Regions from separate parts of the Triticum aestivum genome. Here region 2 is linked to region 1. A link is a contact called in public Hi-C data. All regions are on one chromosome and are shown on one strand. Each heading gives the region's core, a stretch centred on a gene start, on an enhancer-like site or on the middle of the called end of the contact. The rest is flanking DNA. Distances are from core to core; before and after follow the strand shown.

Region 1 (7,449 bases), core at 1,399-3,898:
GCTGCATATCATTCTTTTAAATTCTTCTTGCCGCAGAATCTTTCACAACTTGCATCCATCAATTATGATCTGCTGACGAAAGGATTGAAGGACGAGCCTCCTATGAAACCTGAAACATAGACGCGTTTATACTGAGGTTTGATTTATTTGAAGTAACCAAAACAGTTTACAAGGCGCTTGGGTGGTGTGGATCTTGTACATGTAAGTGCACCAGTTTTATGCGCAGTTAAATATCGCATATGCGATGCTGTTCCATCTAATTGCTACTATCAATTTTGCAGATGAAAGTGAGGCATGGACATCCAGCGGAGTGCAGTTTTGCGGTGGAAACAATTGTGGTGTCATCGTCGGTGAAACATCCTTGACCATAAGTTGGCATGAGTCACCTAGGAGCTCTGCTTTTTTTTTTGGTCCCATCATCGGCCTTGGGTGCCCAAAATTGGTCAAGGTTTACTGTATTCAGAATACAACCCCTGAAAGTGTAGATGGTCTCAGAATTGTCGTAATCGTGGCAGGTCATTGGGGATGGAGTAGGTTTACCTGTACTCAGAACTGTTGCCGTAACATTCACTGGGTATAAAAAATCTGGTCAATGCAAATGCTCCAAATTTCTTGCTGTCAGTATCAGTTTCCTTGATTGACTGGTGCATCTAGAGTATATTTTTACCCAACTAATTAGCTCGAGATCAGTTGACTTAAATGCCAGCAAATATTACGAAGCATAATTCTGGCTTGATTCCATAGAACAGTTGAAGTTTTTGTAACAGAACCGTGCCCTGAAATTTAGCTGAAAATGATTGGATCCAAGTACATGTGCCTTGGGAATCTACTCACTCTGCCCCAAAATATATAGCGCGTACAAGATGCCCAAGGCACCACCTAAGATTCCTAATGCACCAGCAGAGTAGAAAAAAGAGTCGAACATCCAGAGTATTAAATTAATACTAGATTCATCACGAGATATATTTGGTGTTGTAGCTATAGATAATTTTCTATATAAACTCAGCCGAAGTCCATGAAGTACAACTTGAGATAAAACCAATGCGCACTGTATTAACTATCACAAAATGAATCGGTCAACAACAAGTGTGTATGACTTTGAATAATCATGATGCGCTACAAAAATGCAGCAACCAGCCCAATCACCTTTAGAAACAAGACGTTCTGCTCTTTCTATGGCGACATTCAGTCAAATACAAGGTTCCGTCAAAAGGCGTTAGATAGAAAAAACGAGCATTAACATATCCCAGGTAACACTCAAGATAAGAATACACGCCAAAACGATGCAACATCAATGGTCAACCCATGGCAGGAGAAATTTCATCGAACATCGATTGTCAACCAATGGCAGGAGCACTTTCTTCCACCCATATCCATACCCTGATAGTAGGAAACTTTTTTCTTAGGTATTCTCATTGAATGCGTGGCCACATTCCGGGCACTCGTAGAAGATAGTCTGCCCCTCATCCGCTGACCGAAGCTGCAATTGCACGTCAAGAAGGTCGGTAGGATTCAGAACTAGAAAGAGAAAATCATAACTAAAGCTGAAGGTCAGCAAATAACCTGCTTCGTGTAATATTCGAGTTCATGATGGTTGCATTCTGGACAGGCTCGCTCTGTCTAAAGGCAGACGAGGATATATGTGAAACGCTCAAGGTATCCATCCATCCATCCAAAAACTAATAACCAGGGGCAAAAGCAAACAATTTAGCTTACCAGGGATCTTTGCACGATTATGTCCATATTTGGCGCCGATTCAAGAACCACAAACGGTTTCATCTTTAGCTCTCTTCTAATATCCTGTCAACAACGTATGTAATTCAAAATCAAGCACGTGCTCCGGAAACAGAAACTTGTGTTGCCTGGTAAAAGAATCTGCACATGCAAGCTAGCAGGATCTAAAATCAACAGATGTCTTGTACAGTTACACTAGACCACAAAATCAAAATTGTCAAAGTATAACAGTTCTAGGGTAAGCTTACACATCCCGAGCTAGAAAATCATCAATTCTTAATGTATGGAATTTGTTCCATTTAATTAATTAAGCTAATTCATGCATTCCAAAAGACTGAACAATTTTCTCAAGTCCAGCAGTAGCTTGGCAGGACCAGTGTATTCCTTCAAGAAACACGACACTGCAATCTAATTAGCCGAGTATATAAGCCGTTCTGCACACCTAGTTCTTCGTCTGGAACCATTGGTTGATTTTGACAGAGAGAGATGGACGTACCTCCGCGGTGACCGCGTACCGAGTTTCTTTCCCTTCGATATCTGCAGAAAATAAGGGGCCAGTTCTGCATTAGCCACGGGATTGCCAGTCACAAGGATGCTTGGGACCAAGAGTTCTGTGATTCGGGATCCGCAGAGAGGAGTAAGCTTGGGCCTGGAGGAAGGAACGAAGGAAGGGAGGGGGGAGACCTTTGGCCTTGCGCTTGAAGCCGCAGAGGGGGCAGGAGGCGTAGCGGTGGGAGTTGAAGTCGAGGAGGGTGCCGCACACGCCGCAGAACAGGAAGTCGCGCGCCTGCCAGAAAGCCATCGCCGCCGGCCACACCGCGCCGCCGTGCGGGAGATACAGAGACAGGGGGGAGAGAGAGAGAGAGAGAGAGAGAGGGGGGGCCTTTCGTTTACTTCCTCTTCTTCCGACCTCTGTCTGCGGCGATGATCAGCAGGGGAACGGCCGGCTGCGCACTTAGGGTTTCACCGTGGATTCGCAGTCCGGCCCATTAGGATGGATGTGGACCGGTCACCATCAGGCGGAGAAGTGTGTCTCTGCGGGCCCTAGGGAAAACTCTAACGCCTAGCCCAAGAGGCCCGGTAAAGGTGTGTTGGTCACCGCGTGCACGCGCCAGGGGCTAGGTATCTTTTAGTCGGCACTCAAAAAAAAAAATCCTATTTTTTTTTAAATGGGTATCCTTAGTCCCACACAGCTATACGAGAAGAACTTCGACCACTTTAAAACATCACTTCAATCGTTGCTCATCGCCGGGCTTGGTGGCGCTTGCCTATGACCGTAGATGAACGGGGCAAACGGAAATTATGCAAGCCTCACATGGTGCACCGTGTGAGTGCAGCATTTCCCTAAGAGTAACTGGATTTAAGCAAGCGGACTGGTACATCCGTGTACCGCTCCCGCAGCTTGTCTAGTACTTTCTTTTTTCCCTTAATAATTGTTATATTTTGGCATTTTTTCAATTACTAATATATTTTGAAAATCATCAGCATTATGCACAGTTAATATCACGGATGGCGCCAAGTTTTGAAAATCCTTGTCTGACGTACCTTTATTGTGTCTTAGCATTATTTATTTGCACAATCTTTGAAATCTTTGGCATCCCTAGGGGTTTGCACAGCGGATCAAACCAAGGGTTGTAGTATGTTTTTTTTTACTATATCTTAGCGTTGTTGTTTAATATGTATTGCTCAATCTTTGATATTCTGAGCGGCTTGTCTAATACTTTCTTCTTTTAATTACTATATTTTTAATTATGGGAATTTGGTTTTTCATTACATTTCTAAGTACTTTATTTCCCCCCTAATAGTTATATTTTTAAAACACGAGAATTCAAGGAAATGCTCAACTATTATATTTCGACAATCATGAGAATTTTGGACAACTGATATCATCGATGGCATCGAGGATCGTTGTCTGATATGTTTTTACTGTGTCTTAGCATTATTCTTTTATACTATATATTAGATGGCCAACTGCAGCCCGGAAGCGAAGTGAACTATTAAGATTTTTTTTCCTCAACTGTTTGCAAATGATTATGTTCATACTACATTTTTATTTGTCTTGACAATGATCATTGTCCATAATTTTTCTTCGGCGATTTGTTTTTGATGACACGAAGCTTTGTTGGTGATGATATTTTTTTTCCAACTGTCAGTAACTGCGTAAAGACCAACTACAACCAGAAGTTTTCTTTGAACATACTACAATCAGAAGTTAAGCAAACTATGATGACACGTTTAACAGACACTTCTTTAATAAATCATCCTAAAAGGGTGATTGAGAAGGTGAATTGACCTTTCATGTTCCAGCCGGGTTAATAGAAAACCCAAACGCATATCCCACGGCAAATGTCATGAAACATTCGAAACAAGAACCCCACCAGGGAACACATGAGCAGAAGGAAACCAAACAAACCGACAAGACGATCGACGATCAAGCAAAGAGTGCGACTAGCGAGCACATAAAGCATACACGTCTGTCAACCAGGCAGCAGGGGTAAAAGGCCGGGAGAGATAATAGAACACGCCATCGGGCCAGCCACTGTGGTCCAACACCGGACAGCACAACGCGTTATCTGTTCAGCTGCAAGGGTCTCAAGGTCCGGACAGGGATAAAAAACGCACCCAGATCCCAAAACACACCGTTCGGTCAAGGGGACGCAGCGGCGAGAAGCCATGACACAGTCTGACAAGACGCCTAACGGAGCACACGCAAAAGAAGCCCAACGTTCACATTTTGTTTCTACCAATGACCATTCGAAGGAGGCAAGGAGCGCAAAGTCAAACTGCAACTAAACAGGTAAGGAAGATATATGAAACAGTACCCGACGAATGCATTCAGACATAATCCATCCATACACAAAGGGTGTCGTGGACTTAACACACAGATGCCCTAGCGAAAGGACTTAGGTGTGGAGCCATCGCAGCTAGGTTAGCTTAAAGGGGTTAATCGGGACAAATGACACACAGGGTTTATACTGGTTCGGCCCCTCGCAACGAGGTAAAAGCCTACTCCAGTTTGAGGTTGTATTGCTTAGGTTTCGATTACCAGGGAGCGAATACGCTTGACCTAGTTCTCGATCTCTTGTTTCTTGCCTTAACCCGCCGCCGGGTCACCCCTTTATGTACACAGGTTGATGCCCGGCGGCTTACAGAGTCCCGGCCGGCTCATACACAATGTGTCCGGCTCGGTGACTAATTAAGCTTGCCTTACAATACAAGTACACAATATGGCGGTTCATACCCATGGGCCTCAAGTCACCTCTGAGTCTTGGGCTTTCAATAAGCTTGTTCTATGGACCACCATACTCATCATCATCCCGGGCCTTCTCTTCTTAAGCCGCCAGTGGCATGACCCGACCCCTCCTGGGCGGGTCATACCCAATAGTTATATCCCCAACATTAGGCCCGAGGTTGATTTGAACTTGATCACATCAATCTTCAATACTTGACTTAGCAGAATCTTGCATCGTCAACTTTTATGAAGTTGCTATAATCCGCCATGACGTCAGCTCACAGAATCATACTAACCCGCCATGATGTCATCCTGCATTAACTTCGCACGAAGCTCAAAACATCTTAACAGATCTTCATCTTTAATGGACTTTTCGAAATTCGAGGCGCCCGTGCAGTCACATAATTACTTTTTGGCCTCCTCGATCCCCGCGCATGCCAGTTATCCATCTGCTTATAAATTGGGATGATACGTCTCCAACGTATCTACTTTTCCTAACGCTTTTCCTCTTGTTTTGGACCCTAATTTGCATGATTTGAATGAAACTAACCCCGGACTGACGCTGTTTTCAGCAGAACTACCATGGTGTTGTTTTTGTGCAGAAATAAAAGTTCTCGGAATGGAACGAAACTTTGCGAGGAATTTTTATATAATATATAAGAATTTCTGGAGCCAAGACCTACCGGAGAGGGGCCCCTGGGTGGGCACAACCCACCAGGGTGTGCCCCCCTCTCCTGGCGCGCCCAGGTGGGTTGTCCCCACCTGGTGGCCCCGCAGACCCTGAAACCGACGCTATAAAATCCTGTTTTCGGAGAAAAAAATCAGGGAGAAAGAATTATCACGATCCACGAGGCGGAGCCATCGCCAAGCCCTGTTCTTCCTCGAGAGGGCAGATCTGGAGTCCATTTGGGGCTTCAGAGAGGGGGATCTTCGTTCTTCGTCATCACCAACCCTTCTCCATCGCCAATTCCATGATGCTCCCCATCAGGAGTGAGTAATTCCTTCGTAGGCTCGCTGGTCGGTGAGGAGTTGGATGAGATTCATCATGTAATCGAGTTAGTTTTGTTAGGGCTTGATCCCTAGTATCCACTATGTTCTTAGATTGATATTGCTATGACTTTGCCATGCTTAATGCTTGTCACTTTTGGGCCCGGGTGCCATGATTTCAGATCTGAACCGTTTATGTTATCACCATTATATTCATGTTCTAGATCTGATCTTGCAAGTTATAGTCACCTACTACGTGTTATGATCCGGTAACCCCAGAGTGACAATAACTGGGACTTCTTCCGGTGATTACCGTAGTTTGAGGAGTTCATGTATTCACTATGTGTTAATGCTTTGTTTTGGTTCTCTATTAAAATGAGGCCTTAATATCCCTTAGTTTCCAATGTGGACCCCGCTACCACGGGAGGGTAGGACAAAAGATGTCATGCAAGTCCTTTTAATAAAGCACGTATGACTATTTACGGAATACATGCCTACACTATATCGATGAACTGGAGCTAGTGCCATATCGCCTTAGGTTATAACTATCTCATGATGAATATCATCCAACAAGTCACCGATCCACTGCCTACGAATTTTTCCATATTGTTTCTGCTAAGTTACTACTGCTATCATCACTGTTACACTTGCTACAAAATTACTGCTATCAGTATTACTGTTACTATTGCTGCTGCTACTACTATCAAAACTATCAAACTACTTTGCTATGGATCACTTTGTTGCAGATAATTAATCTCCAGGTGTGGTTGAATTGACAACTCAGCTGCTAATACCTTCAAATATTCTTTGGCTCCCCTTGTGTCGAATCTATAAATTTGGGTTGAATACTCTACCCTCGAAAACTATTGCGATCCCCTATACTTGTGGGTTATCAAGACCCTTTTCTGGCGCCGTTGCCGGGGAGCATAGCTATATTTCTTGAGTCACTTGGGATTATTATCAGTTTATCACTATGAAGAATCTGAAGGATGCTAATACTAAGATTTTTCCCTCAAGACGAGGGGAGGTAAGGAACTGCCATCCAGTTCTGCTTTAGATTCACCTTTTGTTATAAGTAAACTTGCAACACCACCACATGCTATTAATTCTGATATGTCGCAAGTTATTGATGATGCTACTTCTGCTATGGATAATGCTTATGATGATGCTAGTACCTTGCTTTATAATGATAATGTGCCACTTGGTGAATTTCTTGATGAACAAATTGCTAGAGTAATACAACATGATGTTGTTGAATCTGATGATGAGCTTGAAACTGAAACTCCTGAAACACCTGCTAGAACTAGTCTTCCTAGATATGAATTGCCTAAGGTACTGGAAGGTTATGTTATGAGTGAAGAAACAACTAGAGATATTCTTGCTTGCAGAGATAGAGATGATCTAGAGAAATTATTATGCAAGTATAAAGAAAAATCTCTGAATGCTAGAATGAAATATGATCCTAAGTTTGCTACTTCACCTATCTTTATTGATGA
Region 2 (7,449 bases), core at 2,308-4,807, 180 kb after region 1:
ATTTTTTAAGAAATCATGAACATTCTCGAATTGTAATTTATTTTGAAATCATGAACATTTTTTAAATTCGTAAGCATCTTTTGAAGTCGTGAACAATTTTTGGATCTGCGATCCTTTTTTAAAAATTCAGGATATTTTTTAAATTGTGAACATTTGTTAACTCATGAACTTTTTTCGACTTCACAAAATTTTTGGAGATCCACAAACACTTTCTTGTTTTTAGTACAGCAATTTCTAAAATTCATATTTTTTTTCAAATTTATGAACATTTTTGCAAATGCACGCAAATTTATTATTTTTTTGATTTTTTTATCAAATCATGAACATTTTTTCAATACGTGGTATGGTTTTAGAAATTCGCAAACATTTTTTCAACTCGTGAATATTTTTTGAATCAACGAACATTTTTTGAATTACATACATTTGTTCAAATCCACAAAAAAATTTGAATGCGCAAACATTTTTCAAAATTATGAACTTATTTGATTTCTTGAACCCTTTTTTAAAAACATGATTTTTTTTATATGCGATCATTTTTCGAATCTGCAACAAATTTAAGATTTCTTGATTAATTTTTTCTCAAAATTCACAATTTCTAGAAATTTTGATTTTTTTAGATCCCGAATTATTTTAAAGAAGACTAAAAAACAATTTGTTGCATATTCTTTCTTTTAAAAAATAATATGTTTATTCTTCTGGCATTTTCTTTCTTTTATCTTTTTTCATTTTATTTTTATTTTTCATGTGTTTGTTTTTATTTTATTTATCTTCATCTTTCTTTTCTTTTTCATTTTTCCTTCTAGTTTTTATTTTTTCGTTTTGCAAACATCTTTCAAACCCGTGAATACTTTTTGAAATCATATTTTTTAAGAAATCATGAACATTCTCGAATTGTAATTTATTTTGAAATCATGAACATTTTTTAAATTCGTAAGCATCTTTTGAAGTCGTGAACAATTTTTGGATCTGCGATCCTTTTTAAAAAATTCAGGATATTTTTTAAATTGTGAACATTTGTTAACTCATGAACATTTTTCGACTTCACAAAATTTTTGGAAATCCACAAACACTTTCTTGTTTTTAGTACAGCAATTTCTAAAATTCATATTTTTTTCAAATTTATGAACATTTTTGCAAATGCATGCAAATTTATTATTTATTGATTTATTTAACAAATCATGAACATTTTTTCAATACGTGGTATGGTTTTAGAAATTCGCAAACATTTTTTCAACTCGTGAATATTTTTGGAATGAACGAACATTTTTTGAATTCCATACATTTGTTCAAATCCACAAAAAAATTGAATGCGCAAACATTTTTCAAAATTATGAACTTATTTGATTTCTTGAACCCTGTTTTAAAAACATGATTTTTTATATGCGATAATTTTTCGAATCTGCAACAAATATAAGATTTCTTGATTAATTTTTTCTCAAAATTCACAATTTCTAGAAAATTTGATTTTTTTAGATCCCGAATTATTTTGAAGAAGACTAAAAAACAAAAAAGACAAAAAATGTAGAGAAAAATAAGGGGCTTCCCGTTCCGCTCATGGGCTGCACGCGGGTCCCTCCATAGAGGGCCACCCCACTCTTGTTATATTGGAAAGGCCTAATTGCGAAACCGGGCCAAAACCCAGAAGATTACAAGATCAACGCTACACGTTACAGGCAAAGGAAAACATAAAAATGAATAACAACTTTGCCATCAAGAACCAGGTGTAAACAACTATAGCAAGAAAATGACATGTCGACCTCCAGGCCGCATGAAGGCGGACACGTGCTGCTGAGTCTGGTTGTTCGCCGACCAAGGGATTTACTGTCGACACTGACGAACAGAAGCCCGAGGTCATCACCGGCGGATGAAGAGCAAAAACACTATTAACATGTTAGCAAATCCTTCCCCACAAGGTTTGGAGGGAGAGGACGAGCTTGGCGTCAAACCAACTTGCTTCAACTTCCAGACGACCTACTCCAAAACCTAATCGAAAGCACAGAGTGAGAACAAAGCAGATAATGAAGATAAGAGGGAACAACACCTGCCGAGAAGGGACCAACATGATGCATGCATTTTTATTAGAACAACTAGACCTAGAATAAAGGAAGAATGACCGACATAGATTTCTCCTTCCTACGCCAACAACAATCCAAGGGGGAGAAACGGGGGATCAACTCTCCGTCTCTCTCCCCATCGCGTCTCATTTCCTTCCCCGTCAGCCCCTCCCCTTCCCGGCTCTCGCCAACGATGAACAGGGCGAGGGGCCCTTTTCCCCTTTAATTCAGTAGCCCCTCATCAATCATGTTGGAATAAGCACCAATACAGATACCATATGGTGTTTTATGTGAATTTGTATGGATGTTATTCCCAATACAAAATCCATTCCGCACGAGAACCAATCCATTGTTGGATGTTTAGGAGGGTACTTGTACTCTGAGTCAATGAACAATCTAACCATAGCTTTTGCCATCCTATTGTTCGATCAATGCATAATGTTTTCAATAGAAGGTGATGTTTTCGATGATATCAAGATGCTAGTGGCGACATCGATCAGTCTTAAAGCTCGGCGACTGCAGTCTTTGGAGGACATTGTACATAGTGTTTACGTGTGACGATGGATGCGTAGATACGAGAGCACACATTGTACTCATAGTGCAAAGTAACATAGTACTAGTGTCATAGAGGACTTCATTTATTAGCTTGTATACTCATCTTGTCTTGGGAAACGCTATATTACAGTAACATATTATGTTACCACTTTTCATTAACTATATACCACGTAAGGCTGGTCACAGTGAGGAGGAACTTAGGAGTAACATCACACACTCCAATACAACTTTGCTTATGTGGCACGTATTTAATGAAGAGCGAGGTGTTTGTGGTAACTAGCTAAGTTACCGAAACATCACACACTCCAAGAAACAATGAGTCTATAACCTAATAAATACATCGTTGCATGACACTACATAGATGTTCCTACCCACTGTGGAGGTAGTAACATAGTCTAGGGAAGTGTGAAGTTACTAGCTTATGTTCTTGCCCATTGTGACCAGCCTAAGCAATTTTTTCTTGAAGTGCGCTATGTTACTAGCTAAGTTACTCCCACTATGACTAGCCTAATGGTGTCCAGTGACATTTTTGAGCATGCGCTTAACGAAGCGATGACATTTTTAAGCATGCGCTTAACGAAACGATGACATTTTTGAGCAGTTGAAATTTCTAATGGCAAAACCAAGTAGTAAAATACAACCAGAATGACATAAATGATAAACACCCTTATCTAAAACGTCCTGCACTTCTCTAAGCATGAAATTTATAATTCGTACTCTACCAAAAATTGGTCACAGCCAAACCGCTTATCTTAGCATTGCGGCGAGCGAGCGCGTGACTGACAACCCGGGCGCACCATTTCCGACGGCTCAGATCGCCTCTCCCCCAGAATCCAACGGCGGCGCCGCCTCTCACCACCTCAGCACTCAGCAGCGTCGGAAACCCAGATCTCCTCTTGCCCGAGATCTAAAGCACCTTCCTCCTCCCCATCATCGGCCATTCCCTCCCTCCCCTCCCCCTCCTCCGCCCCAGATCCACCGACCCCCCCACCCCACCTCCGCTCCTCTCCGCGGCCAGGGCCAGGGGCCGCCGCCGCCGTCGCCGGGGACGACGCGCCGCCGGCGGGGGAACGGAAGATGCTGACCAAGTTCGAGACCAAGAGCAACCGGGTCAAGGGCCTGAGCTTCCACCCGCGGCGGCCATGGATCCTCGCCAGCCTCCACAGCGGCGTGATCCAGATGTGGGACTACCGCATGGGCACCCTCCTCGACCGCTTCGACGAGCACGACGGCCCCGTCCGCGGCGTCCACTTCCACGCCACCCAGCCCCTCTTCGTCTCCGGAGGTACTGCCCCGCCCCGCCCTGCTAGATCCCGCTCGGCTCGATCGGTTCGGGCGTGATTTGCCATTTGCGGATTGACACAGAGCCGCGCGCCACGGCCCCGAGCCTTGCCTTGGATTGGAGGCTCTGCGCGCGAGTGTCGAGGCCGTTAGATGTCTCTGTGATCCGTCGACGCTGCTGTTAGATCGCGCTTGATGTGTGCCGGTGGCTGTTAAGGTGTCATAAGTTGGTAGGATGGGTTGGTCGGATCTAGTGCTTCCTTTTATGATCTTTGCTGTTTCTAGAATTGTTTACTTGGAGTGCCATTTGGTTTTTATTAGTGACTGTTATCACCGTAGTTTATTAGCCAGTTGAAAGTGAATGTAGAGTAGGTGGTAAAATAATCCAATGCATGCTCATTAGCATTCACAAAACGTTGAGGGGATTGTGTCGCTGATGACACTGGGGTGCACTCTGGTTAGTCTGCTTCATGTTTTAGTTACTAGCTTAACAGTGAGTCAATGCTTGAACGCTGAGTGAATGTAGAATAGGTGGTAAAATAATCCAATGCATGCTCATTAACATTCACAAAGCTTGGACTAAGATTTTGGGTTGTGATGCAATGCAGGTGACGATTACAAGATCAAGGTGTGGAATTACAAGACACACCGCTGCTTGTTTACGCTTACTGGGCATCTCGACTACATTCGTACTGTGCAATTCCACCATGAGTACCCATGGATAGTAAGTGCCAGTGATGACCAGACAATCCGGATCTGGAACTGGCAGTCACGTACTTGTGTGGCTGTGCTCACCGGGCATAATCACTATGTCATGTGCGCGTCCTTCCACCCCAAGGAGGACCTGGTTGTGTCAGCATCGCTAGATCAGACTGTCCGTGTTTGGGATATTGGTGCCCTGAGGAAGAAGACGGTGTCACCTGCGGATGACATCCTGCGTCTCACTCAGATGAACACTGATCTGTTTGGGGGTGTCGATGCGGTTGTGAAATATGTCTTGGAAGGCCATGACCGTGGTGTCAACTGGGCATCATTTCACCCCACATTGCCACTCATTGTTTCTGGGGCAGATGACCGGCAAGTGAAGCTGTGGAGAATGAATGGTAACAGTGCAATCACTTCTTTAACTATTTATGTCTGGTTTATTTTATTTCGTTGTATGAAAACAATAATTACATATTTATGTACGCATCATTTCATTATTTTGTATGACAGTTTGAAACAATGCTTCTGAATTAGTCATTTTATTTTGAATCCTTTTGATTCTGTTTAAGTGATATTACTTGTACAGAACCTTTTACTGTTTACTCCTCAGTCTATCACAAGTAATATCAACTAAATTGTCAGTGGTCATCAAAACTAGCTGAACGCAAGAAACATGTTTCGTAATTGTCAAATTACCTTTTTGTTAATTCTGAGTGATCACATGTATATAACCATTTAATATCCAGTAAAACACTCTGCATATTAGTAGGACTGAACAAATTATAAACAAATTATCAAATTACCCTTGTTTGTTCAACATGAGAAATGTCAATTGAAGGTCTAGTCTAGCACTAATTATTTTTTTGCTGAGTATTGGTTGGATTGAACAAACAATAAAATAAAATTTGATATTTTTTGACAGATACCAAGGCTTGGGAAGTTGATACTTTGAGGGGGCACATGAATAATGTGTCGTGTGTGATGTTCCATGCGAAGCAAGACATCATTGTGTCCAACTCAGAGGACAAAAGCATTCGCATTTGGGATGCCACAAAGCGAACTGGTATTCAGACATTTAGGCGGGAACATGACCGTTTCTGGATCCTTGCCGCCCACCCTGAAATGAATCTTCTTGCTGCTGGTCATGACAGTGGCATGATTGTGTTTAAATTAGAGAGGGAACGCCCAGCTTTCAGCGTGAGTGCTGATACTGTGTTCTATGTGAAGGACAGATTCCTCCGGTTCTTTGAGTACTCCACCCAGAAGGAAGTTCAGGTGGCTCCAATAAGAAGACCAGGATCCGTCAGCTTGAACCAGGCACCCAGGACACTATCTTATAGTCCAACTGAAAATGCTGTGTTGATCTGCTCTGATGTGGACGGGGGCTCATATGATCTGTACATTGTTCCTAAAGATTCTGCTGGCAGGGCTGATTATTTGCAAGAGGCAAAGAAGGGAGCTGGTGGCTCGGCTGTTTTTGTGGCACGGAATAGGTTTGCTGTCCTTGAGAAGAGTAGCAATCAAGTTTTGGTGAAGAATCTTAAGAATGAAATTGTGAAGAAGAGTCCTCTTCCTATTGCGACTGATGCAATTTATTATGCTGGGACTGGTAATTTGTTGTGCAAAGCTGAAGATCGTGTGACCATCTTTGATCTACAACAAAGGCTAGTTCTTGGTGAACTCCAGTCAGCTGGTGTTAAATATGTAGTTTGGTCCAGTGACATGGAGTATGTTGCACTGCTGAGCAAGCATGCAGTGGTTATAGCTAGCAAGAAGCTTGTTCATCGCTCTACACTGCATGAAACCATTCGTGTGAAAAGTGGTGCCTGGGATGAGAACAGTGTTTTTATTTACTCTACTTTGAACCATATCAAATACTGTCTTCCCAATGGAGATAGTGGGATCATAAAGACCCTTGATGTCCCTGTTTACATAACAAGGGTTATTGGGAACAACATTTTCTGTCTTGATCGTGATGGAAAGAACAAGCTGATATCAGTCGATGCTTCTGAATACATTTTCAAGCTCGCCCTTCTCCGGAAACGTTATGACCATGTTATGAGTATGATTAAGAGCTCACAGCTGTGTGGGCAGGCAGTGATTTCATATTTACAACAGAAAGGGTTTCCAGAAGTTGCTCTCCACTTTGTGAAAGATGAGAAGACAAGATTTAATCTAGCTCTTGAAAGTGGTAACATCCAAATCGCAGTGGCTTCTGCAAAAGAGATTGATGACAAGGATCACTGGTACAGGTTGGGAATTGAGGCCCTGAGGCAGGGGAATGTTGGTATTGTGGAATATGCATACCAGCGGACGAAGAATTTTGAGAGGCTGACTTTTCTGTATCTTATTACTGGTTACATGGACAAGGTGGGCTTCATGTGCAAAATTGCCGGACAGAATAACAATTTGATGGGTCAGTTCCACAATGCATTGTATCTTGGGGATGCTAGGAAGCGAGCTGAGATCCTGGAGAATGCCGGACAGCTTCCTCTTGCCTATGTCACTGCCGCCACTCATGGGCTCACTGAAATTGCTGAAAGGCTTGCTGCTGAGTTGGGTGAGAATGTTCCTTCTCTACCTGAAGGAAAAACTCGCTCACTTTTGATTCCGCCCGCACCTCTCATATCCAGCGTTGATTGGCCATTGCTCCGGGTGATGCGTGGCATATTTGAGGGTGGACTGGATGCTACTGGGAGAGCAGAAGTTGAGGAAGATGATGAAGCTGCTGGTGCTGACTGGGGTGATGAGGACTTGGATATTGTGGATGCAAGTGATGCAGTGGCAAATGGGGGTGATGGTTTTGATCCCGAGGAAGGTGAAGCGAACAAGGAGGATGGTGAGGAAGGTGGTT

The links. Hi-C and Micro-C count contacts between places; a contact is called where the count stands out from the background.
Region 2: a Hi-C map of leaf shows a contact between it and region 1, with 9 times the contacts expected there. The contact joins the promoter of LOC123087109 here to the promoter of LOC123087107 in region 1. A contact is called at or near these places in 3 of 5 Hi-C or Micro-C datasets (all in leaf).

The regions. Positions count from the first base shown.
Region 1 is chr4A:579,223,404-579,230,852 of IWGSC CS RefSeq v2.1, forward strand. LOC123087107 (DNA-directed RNA polymerase I subunit RPA12) reads right to left here and starts at 2,649. Exons shown (of 5, transcript XM_044509007.1): 1 at 2,419-2,649; 2 at 2,231-2,271; 3 at 1,717-1,800; 4 at 1,564-1,620; 5 at 1,073-1,480. The coding sequence starts at 2,536. The coding sequence ends at 1,403. It overlaps LOC123087106 (probable serine/threonine protein kinase IREH1), which reads left to right. Exons shown (of 18, transcript XM_044509006.1): 17 at 37-201; 18 at 282-621. The coding sequence ends at 120.
Region 2 is chr4A:579,402,643-579,410,091 of IWGSC CS RefSeq v2.1, forward strand. LOC123087109 (coatomer subunit alpha-3) reads left to right here and starts at 3,558. Exons shown (of 3, transcript XM_044509009.1): 1 at 3,558-3,894; 2 at 4,499-4,993; 3 at 5,518-7,449. The coding sequence starts at 3,687.